2 separate regions of the Mus musculus genome follow, and region 2 is linked to region 1. A link is a contact called in public Hi-C data. All regions are on one chromosome and are shown on one strand. Each heading gives the region's core, a stretch centred on a gene start, on an enhancer-like site or on the middle of the called end of the contact. The rest is flanking DNA. Distances are from core to core; before and after follow the strand shown.

Region 1 (6,931 bases), core at 3,099-5,598:
ATGGCCACTTGGCTGTGTTACTTTCTGCTTGAGAAAACAGTATGTCGTGGCAAGAGTGTGGCAGAGGAAGCCTGTTCACCTCATGGTTGCTGGGGAGCAGATGGAAAGACAAAAAAGAAAAAAAGAAAAGAAAAGAAAAGAAAAAATGCACTCTCCTGTCATGCATATGATAGTAGGAAATTGTCATGTGCTATTTTAATTCATTGGAAAAAAACCCTCTGGGTGCCAGAAGGGTCCCATCTTGACTCAGATTAGAGTATGTCTACCTCACAGGTCCTCCAAGACTCCCCGTCCTAGGGCAAGTTGACCTCTGACCCCATAACAGGGAGGAAGGATAACAGGAAAATGCTGAGGATATTAAGAACATTGGGTCCTTGAGAAGAACTAAAATGTAAACTATTTCCAATAGCGGTTACTATTGCTCATGACCCAATTTCTTTCCACTGGGTTCTACTTCCTAGAACTTCCACTTCCTCCCAGTAAATGCCACAGACTGGGACCCAAGCTTTTCCCACACAGGCTTTTGAGTGATGAGCCCTGACACTCCAGGAACCTGAGTTAGTAAGGCAAGGTCCTTATGCCCTGTCAACTCTCTCATGTGTTGCTGTGTGCTGCCAATCAGACACAGGGGTGAAAACAGCTGCAGTTTGCCACAACAAAGAGAACAGGCTTCAAGTGTGTTGTCTAGATGGGCAATTAAGGAAAGCAGAGAGAGGTTCACTTGCTTGACATCAGTGAACAGGTCATAGCAGTGGGCATGGCCCCATCAGTTGAATGAAGAGATCTGGTGGAAGGAGGGCGATTCTTAGCAGCAACGAAGAAGGAAAGGGGAAGAGGGGATGCTCAGAATAGACATGAAGTAAAGAAGTCATCAACGTCCTGGGGAGAGTGGACAGGCTGGGAGGGCTGGCTCCAGTGACAAGGATTCCCAATCTTTGACAAGGATGTTGTTTTTGCCCTTAAAGCCATGAAATGAGCCAGAGGAAAGATATGTTGTTAGTAGTGAAGTCACTGGGTGGCACCATTCCTGGAGGAAATCCCTGATGGCTCAGAGCCTCCAACAACCCTTCACAGGGGTCCTTCAGACTACTCAACCCTGGTGCACATGAGAATCATATACATTCTTTCAACAATGTACCAGGTCTCTTCCTGAGGGTCCTAACTTAACCGACCTGGGGTGGGAATCAAGCATTGGTATTTTGAAGAGTTCTCCACTGATTCTAACTTGAACATTGAGATGAAAGCCGCTGAATAAACCAGTTGGGACTAACCAGTTGGAAAATGTGTGCCTCCATGTCCCACTGTCCTGAGGATGCTATTGAGGTGATGTGACTTCCAGCACCTCTTGGCTGCTGTCTGTGCTCTCTCTCAGCCTTTGTCACACTGTCATGGCAGTTCTGTCCCATCATTTCCTTCCATCTTCTTCATGGTTTGCTTCCTATGTTTCCTATATGTCACTCTGCTAAGTGACAAGTGGCAAAGACCACTAATTGCTTGATAAAAAAAACCCTAATTGCTGTTAACACTACCTGGCTTGAGTGTCCCCATACTAATGAAATGTCCCTCAGTTATAAAATGCTCCCCCAGAAGCCACTCCACACAACAGGAGCTTCAGCACAGGCTGGCTGGGGGCACCAGGGCTTTGATGTTCCTCAAGGTCCTAGCACTGATGCCCCCACCTTTGGAGTGGACAAGCATGGGCTGAGGAAAGACTGGAGACATGTCCTGGCTACCTGTATGTATGAGCTCGCTTACTTGACAGGACCCTTGTTAGGGACCCATCAAAGGGTGCAAGCAGGCTACAAACATTAGCTTCCACTTTCCCTGCAGTCAAGGGCCAGATCCAAGTACATGTTCTGACAGCTATGTCTTCCCGCTAACACACGGAGGTTAAACCTAGAGCTGAGCAATACCCCCTCCACCTCCATCTATACAGTTATTTGATTTCCACATTTTCCACTGAAGGATACACATAAGATGACATTAACTGTCAGATCCACTTTGTGCATGCCGTTTAGCGGTGTTAAGCACATCGTGCCCTTGTGTGACTAATGCCAGCACATCGTGCGGCTATTTCCAGAGCTCTTCACCTTGCAAAATTCAAGCCCGGTACCATGACAAAATAACTGAGATAATCAATTTATAGGGAAGAAAGGTTTATTTGGGGCCCACATGAATAGCCCGTTGTCATTTGGCCTTATTGCTTTGGGTCTGTAGTAAGGCAATATGTGGTAGGAAGAACACATCGAAAACAACCAAACAAAACAAACACTGTTCACCCCGTGGCTGCTGGGAAGTGGGAAGAGAGGAGGAGGTGGGGACAGAGACAAAGACATAGAGAGGATCAGGTCCTGATATCCCCCTTCTTCATGGGTATACACCCAGTAACTTAAACTCTAACCAGGCCCTACCTCTTAAAGGTTTCTCCACTGTCTGTTAACATCACTCTGGAACCACACCATTAGCCCATGGCTTGGTGGACACCTATAAAGCCACTATACCACAAAACAGTAGCAGTTCCTTCCCCCTCAAGTTCCTGGCAACCTGGATCCTATTTCACCCGCTTTAGGCTTGACTATTCTAGGTATCTCCTGGAAACAAAACCAGAGTGCCGTTATTTTTCTTAGTCTGAAGATCAAGGCTGATTATTCCTCCTGTTAAGTTTTCTCTTGCTAGCTTTTACCCAGGCTCTCAGCCTTCCTAGAGCTCTCAGATCCTGATTAACAGTGCAACATTTCCTATCCGCGTTGTCTGCAGAGAGTGCGATGAACTCTACACGGCTCCATCCAAATCAGGGGCAGCATCTTTAACATAGTGAGTCAGAAGGCAACATTCTTCTCTAGCCAAGGTCTGAGAGTTAGCCAAACACCTTTGCTTTACTGTGGATTTCTAATCACCCTCACCTCACACTCAAAGCTGTGATTCTTTACTGTTACATTTGATGACTGAAACTCGCTTTCTGTCCCAACCTCTATTCTTGTCTTCCTCCTTAGCAAAAGAACCCTAATTTTCAGCTCCATTGACCCAGCCTCTCTCACAGCCAGATATGCCTGGGTGTCGCCATTGCAGTCAATGGGTTGTAAGTAAGAGCTGTGTGATGGAACTTTGGACATGTATGTCTTCCCTAAAAATAACTGACTCAGCTGGGAGGAGCCAGCCCTTCCTTCCCCCTGAAGTTTAAACGCAGTTGTAAAGGCTCAGTCTGAAGCAGCCATCTTGATCATGAAGTGACCTTGAGCATAAAGGAGAGGATCAATCTCTCTGAGTCTTAGAAACCAGGATTTTAGAAAGTAGCTTGAAAGGTCATTAGAAAAGAACAAAAAGTGTTTTGTCAGCACGCATTTTAGAAGCGCCCTGATAGGAGGAGCTACAAAAGCCTTTCTTTGGAGATTTCAGCCATCTCTAACAGTTTCCTTTGAAATCACTAATTATACTCTAAAAAGACGGCATCATTGGAGCCAGAACCAGCAGCCAATTACCCACGAGAAATCACTCACTGTGTGGGCTGTCTTTTCTCTCTCTGTTCGCATAATTTCAAAATGCAATTTCTAGAACCATGCTAAATACTTGTAAACAGAGATTGGTTTGATTGCAAAGGGGGAACCATTTTGGGGCGGTAAAAAACGACAATTATTTCTCCTTGTCCTCTAGTTCACAGAACAGCACCCTTTGGGTCACTTTTCAAATACCCACCACCGGATTTAGAGCCATCTGCAACTCCAGCCAGAGATGCTGACTTCTAAAGCAGGTGCAGGTTCCTATGAGGTGGTGGGAAAACCTAGCACTTGGAGTTAGAAGACCCAGGTTTGAGTTCCAGCTCGAGATATGGGCTGGCTAGCCTTCTTATGTCTCAGACTCCTCATCTCAAAACTGGCCACACAAAAGACTAAGTGGGCAAGGTGTGTATGTAAATTGTAATGGGCTCTAATGGAAAGCGAGCCTGGTAAAGCCTCCTGCCTTCTCTGGCATCCTATCAAGTGCCTGGAAGACTGAAGGTGTCTATACCAGTCATGACTATCAAACTGCAGCAAAATGGGAACTGCAAAGCGCTGGTAGCTAGCCACCACCAATGTTTGTCTTTCCTAGGTCTGATGTGGATGGAGCTTGGCTGCTGGGCTGGTTCAGGCCAGCTCAGGCTGGTTCAGGCTGGCTCAGGCCTGTTCAGACACCTATTCTTCAGCTGGGCGACGGAGCTGGGAAAGCCCTGCTTCATGGGTTTCTCATGCTTTTCTTAGGACTAAGGGCTAGTTGGAGCCCATCCTTTTCATGGTGGTATCAGAAAGGCAGAGGAAACAAGACAGCTTACCTGTTGTTGGTATTCCTTCTACGCTCCGCCCAACAGTTACCTAGCAACAGTCAGGTAGTCCTGGCTTGTTATAAAAGGGTGAGAAGGCTAGGCTGACTCCATGACAGGCTTCAAATTGGCAGTTCAGGAGACTAGGCCTAAATGTCTGTTTCTAAGAACTGGGCAATTTCAGGCAAGTCCAGGCCTCAGAAGCTGCCCTGTCACCTGCCCTGAGGCAAGGACAATGGGTCAGCAGCAGTTTCCAGACTTCCTCAGCAACAGTCTCCAGACCTCTCCAGCAAGTTTCTAGCCCCCACACTACAGAAATGGAATGTCTGGAGAGATGGACACAACAGATTAACATAGAGGTCACCTACCCCAGAATTCCCTAATGTGCTTTAAATCAGGCCTGCAAGTGCATTTGGGTGTTTCTCTAGCTTGGTCATGGGAGACCCCAGAACACTGGACTTCAGCAAAATAAAACACTCATTTCATTTACATACTATTTGAGTCTGGGCTATCATTCTTTAGAAAATCATGGACCCTTACAAAGGACTGTTTGGCTTCTCCATCTCTCTCTATCTGCCCTTTTCTCTATCGGACCCCCTTCTCCCTCTTTCCTGTTCCCCCTCCACCTCTCTTTCTACATGTTCCTGGCTGATCTCTCCCTCTCCCTCTCCCCCTCCCCCTCCCTCTTCTCCCTCTCCCTCTCTGTTCTCTTTCTTTGCCTCTACCTCTACTCCCTTCTCAACTCCCCTCCCTATGCCCCCAAATAAACTCTATTCTATACTACACTTGTGGATGGCTGGTACCTCAGGGGGGAGGGATGCCTTAGCATGGGCCCACTGAGGTACCCCCCTCCTATCATACCATACCAAGCTCTATAAAACATATCCTTGGCTTTATAAAACACATCACCTGTGATATACTAATACCCCATTCATCAGAGGAGGATGTGTGACCCATTCCATTCAGATACAGGGATTCCATTTAGCACATATACAATGCAGAGTTTCAAGGTACATGGTTCCAAGAACATGGACAGAAGGATGAGGTATTTGCTCACTAATCCCATTTACCATGAGAAGCAAGTAGACAAATATGCATGGTTTTTGAGTGAGTGAGAGGATAATTGAATGTTTTAAGATCAGAACAAATTCAGGACACTTAAGGTGAATCCATACATTGGCCATCAAATGTTGTCTTTGCTTGTCTACAATCCTTCTGTTAATAGGAGGTGGGAGGGAAGAGATAGCTACCATAAAACTATGAGAAGAAATTCACATTCAGTTCCTGTTTCCTCTTAGGTCATGTCTGGCCTCCAGACTTTGTTCCCTTCCCAGCATCTCTCCACAAACTCGCTCTTCACTGATGCTACACAGATTGTAGCTGATCTTGAAGATGTTGCCCAGACATGTTGAGTTCATTCTAAGTTGCAGAAGACTAGGGCAGGAAGACATGTTTCTGTCTCCTTTCTCTACAGATGTTTATCTGATTGTCCCTTGAGTTGAAATAAGCAAGATGGGTCTCTCCAAATGATAATGGCCCAAAGAAAAGCATGGAGGAACAAAAAGGTGAAGGGGGGGCATCATTTTCTTCATTTTTTTTCACGTTCTACTTTCCCATGCTGTTGATTTGCAATGATATATGTAAAATATATCTTATATATATATGGAAGGGTTTAGACATGCATTTCTTTAAAAATTTTTTCTTTTATTTGCTACTGGAAATTGAACCCATGGTCTCACTTATTCTGCACAAGCGTGCCCAGTCATTGAGCTGCATCCCCCGTCCTGCGTAACTGAATTTTTAAAAGAAAAATAATGTTTTAAAAGTTGCCCTTGTGTATCTGTGTTCCAAGTTCCCTAGAAGACAGAAAGGTGGAAGGGAGCCTCCAGGCTTCACGGTCCAGTCAAAGAGAGGACAGGGCCCCACCCAGATCCATTTCAAATCTCACCTGCAGACCTGGCCCGTGTGCCCTCTTCACCAAGCCTTCATTTAAAAGGAGAGAGAGGGAGTCCTTTTCTCAAGCCAATCCTTGGAAAGGAGCATGGATGGAATTAACATTCCTGTCCGCTCACCTAGAATAAAATGTCCCTGGGTGAGTAAAAAAGCGATTACTTCAAGGCTGAAAGAGCAGACTATTTCAGTGGTTGGAAAAGTCTTGTTGTACTCTGATTTGGGGGTTATTTCCCTTGTCTTTCCATTTCTTCCTGTTTCCTGCAGGCCTGGGTGTGCATATAGAGTGTGTTTGGGGAGTAGATCCTCCTTTATCTCAAGTACGTATGCAATAGGGTTTTATAATGTTGCTGTGGAGTCGGGAAGAATCCAAGGAAAAAGCCTGCGAGTGGAGATGGAATTTTTTTGGTGGGGAAATGCTTTTCACAGCTCCCACACATGCAAGGCTTGGAAGACTCCTGTTCTCAGAGAGATTTTCCTGATGCAGAGCAAGGTGGGTGGAAAATGACCTGCACAGTGGCAGGATAGGGGGGGTCTCTCTCTGACGTCACAGCCCGAGAGAATCCCTCTGCTTCTCTCTTAGACACCGTTTGCTCTAGCCCTCTCTGAAATGGCAAAAGAGACAGATCCTAAGTCTTATATGTTATTGAGACAGAAAGAACTACCGTGAAAATGAACCCTCCGATC
Region 2 (6,931 bases), core at 1,553-4,052, 210 kb before region 1:
AGAGTAAGCTGAATCCACTGAGTGGCCTATGGCTAGACAGCCACAGGAAAAGACTCTTTGACAGTCTTAATGGTTCTTCTCAACTGAAGCTGAGGAAAGTTATCTTTCTTACTGGTCGAGGAAAGTATATGGCCTGTTATCTAGGACATGCCAGGTATAAGGGAAAGGGTCATTTCCCCATCAATACTTCCAACAGGTCATTTTTGAATACTCTTTTTTTTTTTAATTCGGTTTTTGGAGATGGAGGGCCTCACTATGTTGCTTAGGTTGGACTTGAACTCCTGAACTGTGGTGACTTGAATAAGAATAGCCCCCATAGACTCATATATTTGAATGCTTGGACACTAGGAAGGAACCCTGATTAACAGGTTTGGAAAGATTAGGAGATGTGGCCTTGTTGGAGTAGATGTGACCTTGTTGGAGGACGTGTGTCACTGAGGGTGGGCTTTAGGTTTCAAAAGCCCATGCCAGGCCCAGTCTCTCCCTTCGCTTTTAGATCAGGATGTAGCTCTCAGCCATTGCTCCAGTGCATGTGTGCTGCCATGCTCCCTGCCATGCTGGTGACAGAATAAACCTCTGAAACTGTAAGCAAATCCCCAGGTAAATGCTTTCTTTTATAAATGTATTGTATGGTCCGCGTGTGTGAACATGTTCACATGTGTATGGGTGCTTGCTTGCCATGCTGTCAAAGCTGTCTTTGTTGGTTGTGGGTGTCCCTCACTGTAGTCACCAAGGCAGGGTCTCTCACTTGAATCGTAATTATCATTCTGGGCTGGCTGAGCTAGCCAGCTTGTTCTGGGAATCCTTGTCTCTTCTTCACTAGAATTACAGGTGGGCTGCCATATCTGCCCAGCATTTAAATAGCTTCTTGGGCTCCAAACTCCAGTACTTACATTTACACGGTAAGCTTTTGTAACTACTGAGCTACCTCCCCAGCCCAGCCGTGGAGTGAATATACTAGAGTATTCAAGGCAGGTACAGTTCTGTGCACTGATGGCCCAAGTCACTCAGGAGACTAAAGTAGGAAGATTACTCTAGTTCAGAATTCCAGGACCAACCTGGGGAACATAATGAGAGCCCATCTTTAAAAATAGGCCTGGCTGATTGTCACTGCCCTAAATCTAGCTGCATGACTGCTTTGTTTTCTCTTGTGTTTTGTTTCTTTAGAAACTCGGGCATGCGTAATGAAAGCTCATGGGTTGCTAGTACTTGTGTAGCTGGGGTAGGGCAGTTCAGAGGCCTTTTGAATGTCCTCCTGGGCAGTCTCTGATCATATTTCCTATACCAGTCCCCTTGGCTGAAAATCCATTAGTCTCTTGACTTTTCATGCGAATTGAAATTGCTATATTGAAAATCATATTCCAAAGCTGAAGCAAAGTAATGCTCCTCTTTTACAAAGCCATCTCGTTGTGTTTACCTTGATGTTAACCGTGCTTTCTCATTTATCTGATACGTATTATTGTCTGGCAGGATATTGTGCCATATGTAATGATTATAATTTAGAAATGAAAACCACTACTTGTCTTCCTCCCTCCCCTTTGGTTGTTGCTGGCTCTGTGGATTTTTTTCCTCTCCCTCTCTGCCTGTAAACATCTATAAAATGAGTAAGAGTAAATGAATTACACAGGTGTAATCCCATTGAAGGTTCTGGAAACAGCCTTTAGCCTCCAGATCCAAGCTCTTACGGTCTGTGTCAGATCAGAAGTGCGAGATAGAATCACAGCTCTGTTATTCAAGGTTTGCTTTTTGCTAATTTTATGGGGAACATAAAAGCTAATGTAAAGCATCTGTCACATCCTTGACCCCCTTGAAGAAACCTGTATCCATGGCAGCCAGAAGCAGGGAGGAGGAGGAGATCCCCAGGTTTACACACAGCATCTCAGAAAAAAAAAAAAAAAAGAAGAAGTGCTTATCTCTTGAGTGTCCTTCCCTGCTGTGCCGATGCACTGATAAGGTTAGGGTTTCATTCTATCAAATCAGCACTCATTAATTGGGCTCATCTCCTCTTCCCAGTGCTAGAATTACAGCAGTGAACAAATCACACAAGAATCCTCCTGTCCCATCACCCGGAGCCCACTTACACTATGACTAAACAAGATAGAAAAAAATGTTGCACATAACAAGCTCTTCACACAAAACTGGTTAAGGCAAGAGTTAGGGGCCTAATCTTTCAAGGCTGCAGCTGGGCTTTTCCATTGAATAGGCTGGGTGCCAAAGACCTCACTGATAAAATGATGCTTGGGCAGATATCAGAAGGAGGGAGAGCCCCAGTGCAGATTTCTGGATGTAGAGACTCCCAAGCTTGGAGACAGCCTGTGCAAAGACCCTGAGACTGAGGCTTGGCAGAGGGAGTAGCAATACTCATGTGTCCCCAGTCAAATGAGAACAAAGGAAGGAACCAAGTGCATAGAGATTTAGAAGTCCGTGTATTATAGGGCTTTCTAGGACCAAGGAAGGCCCTGAGATCCTCTGGGAGGAGTTGGAAATCCCTGAAGAGTTTCAGATAGAGAAATGGTCCATTTCAAACAAAACACCTAACACAGCTTCATAAGAGTTAGGGAGTTGGGCTTTCAACGGTAAGACAGGCTGCTGCAGGAAAACCTGACAAGAGATCATGGTGGCTCGGAGGAAGGTGGCAGGTGGTGCTGAGATAGAGTTTACTGAGGTTGTAAGTTGAGGGCAGAGCCAATGGAATCTGCCAACAGATTGAGTGTGGGATCCCTTCACAGACCGATTCTCTGAAATCGTTACTTAAGGTGCACGAGGAGTTCTGGACGCCTCTTCCTGAGGATAGACACTCAGCATTACATCACTGGCCACATTTGGAATTTCTTTCTTTCTTTGCTGCGTTTTGTACTGAGCACATCTACAGCATTTGCAAGGCCAGAGAAATATCATTTCTGTGCCTTTCTGTTTTTGGACTGCAGATTCTTGCTGCCACAGAGAAGCATCCCTACAGAAGTGCTGCAATCCTCTTGGGTCCAAGAACAACACACACATCCATCCTTCTGCTCACCACTGCCTCCCTGCATCAATTATGCCTCCACCGTAATCTCCGATGTCTCCTTCCTCCAGACTCTGCTCCAAGCTGTAACTGATTCATGTTCAGCCTGATGCAATAATCTTTACACTGACTCTTCTGTTTTCATGCTTCCAGAAAACTAGCAGCTTGCAGCCAAAATTACCCTTGTCCAGTTTCATTTCCATCCACTTGCTGTCCCTCTGAGAGTCCTGTCTCTGCCTCTCTCTCTCTCTCTCTCTCTCTCTCTCTCTCTCTCCTCCCCCTTTCCCTCCCTCCTTTTCTCTCTCCCACTAAATTGAAATAGTTTAGCATATTCTTTGTACACACTCTCACCCTGTCCTTTTCATCTTTAGCACATACCTATGTAATTTTGGGTTCTCTCCGGCAAGCCACCTAGAGAACTGAGTACATCAGGTAAACACCAGGTATGAATCAGAAACACCGTCATCCGATTTTCTGGTTATCACTGCCTAGAATGTGAGAATGGAACACAAATAGTAAATAGGACCACAAGGGGTAATTCTTTACTCTGCAGACCTTAATTTTCCTTCTAAGTGTAATAAACAGCTGACCTGAGAGTGCATAGTCATTTCTGGAGCTTGATCAATACTTCTGGCTCTGTGACTTCAGATACACAAAGAGAATTGTATCTTCTGGTCCTTTTGGGGGTAGATGAAGCCATGAGACTAACTCTGGCTAATAATGTAAAAAGGTTGCATCCATCATGATGACTCCCCCCCATCCCTTGGTCACTGGTGGTGTTCTGATTTATTGAATGGCTCTGACATATAGCTCTTTTGGCAACCTGGCAAATATATGGCATAGCCAATAAACTTTTTTTTTGACTACTGAGATTTTAGGATTCTTACTACAGTATGATCTATGTCTCTCTTTTTTTTCCCCCCATGGTACTGGGAATCAAATACAGAGACACATCTATGCTGCTAGGTATATACTTTGCCACTGAGCTAAGCCCTGTTCCAACCTAGCCCATGCTAGCTTGATTTATTCAAGTTACCTGTTTCTGTAATAGGTACTTAAGAAGTGACTTTAAAGCAGATGAAACCTTGAATGAATAATAAGGCCTTGCCTAAGTAGGTATCAGACTGACTGATTCTAGCCCTGGAGGCCTTAGGAACTAAGGGAGTAAAAGGAAGATCAGCCCTGGCTTTAGGTAAGGGGAGATAACCTGATGGCAAACTCACATAAGACATCTATCTATAAGGGCTTTCTAGGGTTGGAACTCACATAAGACATCTATAAGGGCTTTCTAGGGTTGGAACTGAGCTTTCTTGCTTTGCCTCAACCAAGCAGCCACATAGCTGGGGTCCTATCTGCTCAGGAAGGAATTTCCATCACAGACGATGACAAGAAGTGAAGGCGGGAAGGGCCACCTGCTCTGCTTCATGACTTCCAGAGAGGCAAGTGCACATGCCCCATGACCTGTTCGCCCAAGCCTGTGGTACTGACACAAGCACGTGACTGTGGACAATGCCCGTGGACAGCTCAAGCAAGGTCAGGAGAAAGCCAACATTCTCGATGCCGTCTAAGTACCACAGAGTGGCAAAGAAATGACTTCTGCTTCCTGTAGAGACCATTAGCTAAATTGCAATATCTCATTCTTGGACTGCCTTTGCCAGGGTATTGTTTCTTGCTTTGAACCTGGGAAAGGGAAGGAAGAGGCAGGCGACCGTCTACCTCCCTCTTCTTTTCTATGAAACCCACTGTTTAGAAGGACGCTTTGTTTTTAATTGGCAGGGGGAGGCTAGTGAGAGCCGCTAGCTTTCTGCTTGTGTTATGATTTTGTGACAGTGTGAAGTCAATCTTTGAGCAGTTACAGCTCTCCAGAGCTGTCAGTAACTCAGAGACTTCAACTCTGATTAAAACTCATGACTAGAAGAAATTACCATAATTCGGTGACAGGCCCAGAGAGAAAGCCGTGATGATACGCATAACAGTGTGCCAGTGAAGAGGGCACCACGGCGAGTGCTTTACTTTAGTACCTAGGACTTTCCTCAGGGTTACCACTGGGGACCATCATCGTCTTGTCAATGAAAGTGAGCCAGTGTGTGCTTGGCCTGCCTCAGATACTCACCTTGGGGAGGAAAAGAGGTCAGGCATATTCACCTGCAGTGATTTTTCTATTGGACGCCATGTTGTGAAAACAGAAGCTATCTGACCTGTGTGGTGAAAGGACCAGCAGAGAACGGAATTCAAAGTTCCAGTCCAATAAGCCAATTAATTGTCTGAACCCCTCTGACCACCTATAACAAAGCCTCTCATGTCAGGGTTCTCAGAAACACACTATGCTGTTCCTTCTGTCACCAAGCTGTCCTTCTGCCCCCAGGCCACAACAGGCTGCTTCCTGTTACTCTACCCTGATTGGGCCCCTTGCATGCCTTTCACACATATCCATTCTTTTTAGGTGACACTAGGACCTTGGTAGGTTCTTTTGAGCTCAGCCACTAACTCTGCTAATGGCTTAAGGCCTGGGATGTTCTGGCTGCATCTTAACCATGAACTTTTCAGTTTGAAGCCCAAAGTATTAGAATTTAGCCTACACGGGTAGGCTGATTGATGTTGGGGAGGTGAGTCTGTCTGGGGGGAGGGTTCTAATCATACCAGGTAACTATTGTATCCCTCCAGTGAAATGGTGCAGTGCCCTGCTGGTGTTGTGGGACTGTGTAACTCTCTCTACTTCTGTTCAGTCAGATAGAATGTCACTTCCTCCACACAATCTTCCTTTATTAAAAAGTAGGTTGCACTGTGTGATGGCACTCTCTCTCTCAAGTATGTGTGTGTGTGTGTGTGTGTGTGTGTGTGTGTGTGAGAGAGAGAGAGAGAGAGAGAGAGAGAGAGAGAGGCAACATGTCTAAAAGATACAGGTAAACAGCTGTCAATAGTTCTGAATGTCTAAAAAAGCAATGGTCATTCTATTACTAGGTGGGCAAGCTGTATTGCAAGCAGATTTCCTCTGTTTAAATAATTATTTCAGTCTAAAGTCTCCATTTACCAGTGTTCATTTATGGACTAAAGTCTACACTCCGCTTATATTTTAGCATGGGAAGGACTCTGTTTTAATCACATATGCATATGAATACTTGCACAGACGTACACACAGAATGTTCTGTGAGGGTGATATTTTATATCAAGCCCAAAAGATTCTAGGATAAGTGGAAATAAGTATTTGTATAGAAATTTAACAAGTAAATATAAAAATATTGAGACTGTGAAAACTTTTGACTTAGCAATTCTACATCTAAGAATTTATTTTAGAGACAATTAGAGATGTTCAGGAAGAATTTTGTAAGGACAGTTGAGGAATTTCATTAGAGTACTATTAATAACAAAATATTAAAAATAATTAACACTTAATAATTGAGGGTTGATAAGAGGTACATTCATATAACATTGTTGAATTAAATACATATAACTTTTTTTACTTTTGTTTATTTTATGTCTATAAGTGGTTTTGTCTGTATGAATATGCATATGTGCATCATGAGTATGCAGTCCCTGCAGAGGTCAGAGGAGGACATCAGATCTCCTGGCGTTGGAGCTGGAAGGTTGTGAGCCGCCATGTAGGCACTGGGAACTGAACCCAGGTCCTCTGTAGGATCAACAAGTGTTCTTAACTGCTGAGCCACATCTAGAACCCCAACATAAACATTAATTTACAGGATTAGAATGTACACCAGGATCTCTGGTTACATTTTAATGTTTATGGCGGTTTTTAAATTTATTATTTGTATTTTAAACTGCTAAGGAGAATGATTACTTTTATAGTAAAAATAAAACGGTGATTGAAAACATGAAATTTGGTTTATATAAATGGCTTAGGGATGAGGACACTTGCCAGCAAGCCTGGCAACCTGGCTTCAGTCAGTGCCTGGGATCCGAATGCAGAAG

Evidence for each region. A called contact is a pair of places that touch in the nucleus more often than the background predicts.
Region 2: a contact with region 1 is called in a Hi-C map of cerebral cortex, with 2.3 times the contacts expected there. The contact joins the enhancer-like site here to the promoter of 1700036G14Rik in region 1. A contact is called at or near these places in 4 of 484 Hi-C or Micro-C datasets (cerebral cortex, forebrain and nephron progenitors) and 1 of 115 datasets of contacts at active chromatin or transcription factors (neural progenitor cells).

The regions. Positions count from the first base shown.
Region 1 is chr3:85,314,936-85,321,866 of GRCm38.p6, reverse strand. It overlaps 1700036G14Rik (RIKEN cDNA 1700036G14 gene), which reads right to left and starts at 4,348. Exons shown (of 3, transcript NR_040542.1): 1 at 4,307-4,348.
Region 2 is chr3:85,526,827-85,533,757 of GRCm38.p6, reverse strand. It overlaps Gm3740. Among named protein-coding and RNA genes, the nearest start is that of Gm31419, 38 kb to the right of the region's middle. Within about 2 kb of position 2,802, at least 18 of the 459 cell types and tissues checked have an H3K27ac peak or open chromatin away from gene starts, as enhancers often do. A contact at or near this core is called in cerebral cortex, where this site is marked.